Linked DNA regions of Hordeum vulgare: region 1 is linked to region 2. The links are chromatin contacts, called in public Hi-C maps. All regions are on one chromosome and are shown on one strand. Each heading gives the region's core, a stretch centred on a gene start, on an enhancer-like site or on the middle of the called end of the contact. The rest is flanking DNA. Distances are from core to core; before and after follow the strand shown. Region 1 holds the start of LOC123398221 (WAT1-related protein At4g28040-like). Region 2 holds the start of LOC123398887 (very-long-chain aldehyde decarbonylase GL1-1).

What was found. Hi-C and Micro-C count contacts between places; a contact is called where the count stands out from the background.
Region 1: a Hi-C map of leaf shows a contact between it and region 2, with 3 times the contacts expected there. The contact joins the promoter of LOC123398221 here to the promoter of LOC123398887 in region 2. A contact is called at or near these places in 3 of 6 Hi-C or Micro-C datasets (leaf and seedling) and 1 of 1 datasets of contacts at active chromatin or transcription factors (embryo).

The regions. Positions count from the first base shown.
Region 1 is chr5H:440,707,309-440,710,008 of MorexV3_pseudomolecules_assembly, reverse strand. LOC123398221 (WAT1-related protein At4g28040-like) reads right to left here and starts at 1,441. Exons shown (of 6, transcript XM_045092717.1): 1 at 859-1,441; 2 at 643-756; 3 at 334-541; 4 at 50-211. The coding sequence starts at 1,217.
Region 2 is chr5H:440,387,598-440,390,297 of MorexV3_pseudomolecules_assembly, reverse strand. LOC123398887 (very-long-chain aldehyde decarbonylase GL1-1) reads left to right here and starts at 1,397. Exons shown (of 9, transcript XM_045093334.1): 1 at 1,397-1,667; 2 at 1,792-2,012; 3 at 2,120-2,352; 4 at 2,452-2,671. The coding sequence starts at 1,614.

The DNA of each region.
Region 1 (2,700 bases), core at 192-2,691, 320 kb before region 2:
ATTACCACGTCATACGCGCATTCGGAATTTCAGATGGAGCAAAACTTACTCCATATAAGATGCAGGGGAGCTCCCAAATAGAAGCAAGCTTCCAGATCTCTATGTAGTTTGCTTCCAGGAAGAACGCCATCACCGCGCATTGCAAGGTCGCTAGGAAGCACATCCAGGTCGCCAAGGACAATGGATCAAGGTAGGATTCACAGACCGGTACCTGAAAATGACCGCCGCGAACTTGATCAGTCAGAAACCAAGCAGCTCTACTGCAGTTCCTTGGGGTCCATCATCTAACATAAAATGATAGTAAATCATCTAACATAAACTTGCGATGCTTGCCTGCAAGATGTACCAGATGGAGAAACAGAAGGCGTTCCCCATGAGGTAGATGCCTCCTTTCACCCAGTCATCGGTTGTCGGAAGAAGGAGGGCGCCGAGGAGCTTTGGGCCCTTGAAGAACGCCATGAGCATTGCTCCGGCGAGGCAGACGACGGTGCCGATGATCTTGGCGATGCTTCTTGAGCTCCTCAAGTCCACCTTCTCCAACCTGAGTAAGCGCGGGAATGGGATCCATCACATCATCAGTCAAGCGTTTCGAGTCACTCCGCCGGTGGGCCGAAATCGAGGAGTTTTGAGTGAGCTGAGTACCCGATGACGGCGGCGATGGCGAAGGTGATGCCGGGGGCGAGGTTGGTGGTGGCCCGGGCCATGGACGGCGACGCGAGATGCAGCCCCATGAAGTAGAAGTACTGCCCCGTCGCGCTGCAACGTCGACCGGCACGCATCAGCACAGCAAAGGGGCGCTGCCGGGATCGAGCAGCCTGATGACTGAGAGACGGAAGCGGCGAGACTTGGGGCGCGCACCTGGCGAGGGAGGCGAGGAAGAGGAGGGCGAAGGCACGGGGGCCGACGGCCATGGGGCGCAGCGTGAGCCCCCTGGCGGCGAGCGAGGCGAGGAGGAGCGCGGCGGCGGCGATGCCCTGGCGGTAGGCGACGAAGACGATGGGGCGCATGCCGAGCCCGTAGGCCGTCTTGAGCGCCATGTCCACCAGCGAGTAGAAGAGCTGCACCAGCACCATGGCCACGCACGGCTTGTGCCGCTCCGCCCACGCCCGCCAGCCGCCGCCCGCCATCGCGCCCGAGATCCCGGGAGCCAGCAGCGACCACTGACCAGGGATGCCCCCCCGCCTCACTCTCGGCAGCCACCAGCTAAGTAGGAGCATCCATGTGCGAGTGCTTTGCGGACAAACCAGGTTCTGCGTGGTGGTAAAGAATTGGCGGCTGCCGGCGGTGACGATGCGGCGAGCATGCGTGAGTCACCAGGCTTGAGTCTTTCGCGTTAAAATAATGCATAGTGATCATGTTCTCTTGTCCTTCTTTCTAATCAATTGGTTTCTGCGGCATTCGTGCCCGAGTTTTCCTCTCCTATCTTGAATTGGCTGGCACAGTGTCGTCAGCGGCATTTTCTTCTTCATGTTTCTTTAGGGACGGAAATCCTATATGACCTGGGTCGCCCATGCCTGATGGCTGGACCAAGTCGCGCTTGACGCGTGGCAGAAACGAATCTCAAAGCAGCGGGGCTCACTTATTCCTCAATTCAGCTATCAAATCCCTATTCTTATCAGATCAAATCATTCCTGAACGGTTCATCTACCTGCGAGCGTTTCATCTCCATGCCCCTTTTCCTCTCGCTGTGACGGAACGCCAAGATGGCGATCGACCTTAAAGACGAGGGTAGTGCGGCAAACGGCAGCCAAGGAACAGACATGGAAGCCTCTCCGCCGGATCAATCTCTGCCCACCGCTCCTCCACCGGTGGTAAGTATATTTTACATCTGCAGACATACAACCCCTGGGACCGTCCCAACCCCTGCTGCAGAAATTCTCTTTTGACTGATTTCATACCTGCACAGCAATCACCACGGGAATACCCAAACTTTCCGTTGGATGAAACCAGCGGTCAGCCAAGGGCGAGGAACACACCAAGGAATGATTTTGACCACCTAGAGATCAGTACTTGTTCCACCTAGCGATGAAGCTTTTGAAGTTGATTGTGCTTATAATACAAATCCACAGACAACCATGCCATTAGGACATTATCAACCAGCCTTAATTCCACCTATCCATGGAGAATTTACAAGATTGTTGTTTGAGGTTCATGAAGATAGCACAACACCTCCAGCGGCTCGCCAATTGGATTTTGGCGAAGGTGCTAGTACATCATAGTTTCGACAGTAATGTATCATGTTGGTGCTAAATGCTAGTTAGCTGGGCATGTCAGCTAATTATTGTTATTTAATTATTACAACATAACACTGAAGCCATCTTTTGATTTTGATACATGGTGCTTATGTCCTCATGTTGCTATCTGGATATTGGTGAAAATATATTGCCATATTTGTCAAATCTTGTGCATTTGTCTATTTTGAGTTGGCAACTGATGTATTTGGATTAATCCTGATCACCATTGCTCTGTTATGTTAAGTTGCCAAAACCAAATGCCACAAGTGTGAGAATAGTGCTGCAAATAGCACAACTTTTTATTCAGAGCGTTCATCAAATTCTTCCATACAAAAGAAGTGGAATATTTTGTAGGAGCGGGGAGTAAGATTCAGAAGAAAAATAATAAAGCATCACTATCCACTCCTATGTATTTCAGTCCAGTTCAGTTCTTGACACTGTCTATTGCTAACTGAAAGTCTGAAAC
Region 2 (2,700 bases), core at 148-2,647:
AGGCCACTCCGTGCGGCTGGATCGACACTGAGGCTGGCCATAGTGGAAGTAACTTCGATAGTATCATGTATTTGGGACTAGCAAACATGTTGATGTGGCAGACAATTAAAGAAGAGAGAGAAGGTTAGAGTAACATAGGTAGATACCGTAACATGTTAAATGTCATGCTACTATATGTCATGTATGTTAATAAATAAGATCATCTATGATACTAGTTTATGATACTATGCACTATGAAGATAGTATTATACGATAATATCATATGCATGATACTACTATATAATACTCCTCACTATGACCAGCCCGAAGTCGGGTTGCATGTCTTTTAGTTTGCTACGTACTCGTGATAGGTGTTTCTTCCTAATTAATGACACGTGAAAGTGTGGCTGATGCTTAAGGAAAGCAGGAAGGGTTGTAGTAGTACGTACTAGGAGAAGATTTTCATTATACGAAAGTCCATAATGATTACTGTACACAAGATTAGATGGCGCAGCCCATGAATCGATCGAGTCAGCGATGATCCAGTACGCTAAGAAGTCGACACAAACCTGTCCCCCCTCTTGATCTCTCCAGCCATATGTCTATATATCCATGAAACCCATTGTCAAGAATTGCACACGTGTGTGTGTGTGTCTGCTGCGCGTGGTGCAACGCACAGCTTCAACCAAAAGAAAATTGATGATTCCCCGGCCGGCCTAAACCAGGCAATTAAGATGGAGGCAGTTTGCTGGCGGCCTGTCCAAACCCGGCAGCTGGGCTATCTACCGGCCGACGTGTCCCACCCCGTCGTCCTTGCGAGGCCAACCAACCAGTGCAACGCTCGGCGGCCACCGATCGTCGTCGCCCCCGGAGGTCGATCCGCCTCCGCAGCCACCAGTGCTGAAAGCTTGGGCCCGGTAGTTGGCGGTCCCGCCGGCCGGCTTCCGCGACCGCTCCGTCGGTCGTAATACGCGTGCCGAATTAACTCCGGCGAGTGCTGCATGCAACGCCCCCTACGTGATCACTCGGCGGCCCAGCGCCACCGGAAAGATGCATGGACTGGAATCGCCGACGCCGTGCCTCCTCCTCCTATCGCGGACAAACCGAACCGACGAGCGCATCACCTGACATGGACGCGTGAAATCTGCGCGCTTCCGGCTCGCAATGCAACCGCATGTGACGCGACGTGACCCGGGCCGGGGGGCTTGACTTCCATTCCATCACCTACGCATGTCGCTCCCACGACATTTATCCGTCCACGTCCGCATCCCTATCAATTAACTCCGTCTGGTTGGAGAGATGGCTAGCCCGGCCGGGCCGGCACGCACCAGAGGTGGTGACCGTCCGAACCATGCTGCCCAGTTGCCTTACCTTACCCGGTCGATCAAGTTTCATCTGTATATAAACGTGCCGACGCGGCGCTAGCTTTGTACCCAGACGAGCCAGACCAGACGTGCGGTGCAGCCTGCGGGGAAACCGTACCGTGCTCCCTTCATCCCGGCGTCACGCCTCCCGCCCGCAGCTTCGTTTCTCGGATCAAAGGCCGTGCATGCAACAGTAACCCGGCCGGGTCTACGTGCACTGCCGGAGGGGACGCACGGAAGGCGGCGAGAAGGAGCTAGCGCGCGCGCGCCATGGGTGCCGCGTTCTTGTCTTCATGGCCGTGGGATAACCTTGGCTTCTTCAAGGTATGCACGATCGATGCGTTCCTGTGGTTCCGTTGACGATGAATGTTTGCTTGGCATCCAGAATGTCACTGACGTCTCCTGGCCGGCGTTTGCATGCGTCGTCGTGTTTCCCCCATGAACGCAGTATGTCTTGTACGGGCCTCTGGTGGGCAAGGCGTTGGCGTCCCGGGCGTGGGAGCCGGCGAGCCCCGACCACTGGCTCTGCCTCCTGCTGGCGCTCTTCGCGCTCCGGGCCTTCACCTACCAGCTCTGGAGCTCCTACAGCAACATGCTCTTCCTCACCCGCCGCCGCCGCATCGTCCGCGACGGCGTCGACTTCGAGCAGATCGACAAGGAGTGGGACTGGTACGTAAGCGCAACTACCTAGCTACCCATGCCCGGCCGGCACAAGTGCAACTGCATGATAATTAAACTCAGCTCCGCCGCGTGCATGCATGCGTGTGTGTTTGCAGGGACAACTTCCTGATACTGCAGATACTGATGGCGTCCACGGCGCTCTACGCCTTCCCGTCGCTGCGGCACCTCCCGGGGTGGAACACCGCCGGCTTCGCCGTCGCCGCCGTCCTCCACGTCGCCGCCACCGAGCCCTTGTTCTACGTGGCGCACAGGGCCTTCCACGGCGACCACCTCTTCGCCCGCTACCACGCGCCCCACCACTCCATCAAGGTGCCCACGCCCTTCACAGGTATATACGTGGCCAAAGACACTTCGTGTATCCGGTTTGATTATCTCACAAGTTCTCAACTCACATGCGTGCATCGATCGGTGATATATACGAGTGCAGCCGGGTTCGCGACGCCGCTGGAGCACATGGTGCTGGGCGCGCTCATGGCGCTGCCGCTCGCCGGCGCGTACGCCGCGGGTGTGGGCTCGGTGGGGCTGGCCTTCGCCTACGTGCTGGCGTTCGACTTCCTCAGGGCCATGGGCCACTGCAACGTGGAGCTGTTCCCCGGCGGCCTCTTCCGGTCGCTCCCGTTCCTCAGATACCTCATCTACACCCCAACGTACGTAACGCAACACAACACACACAGTA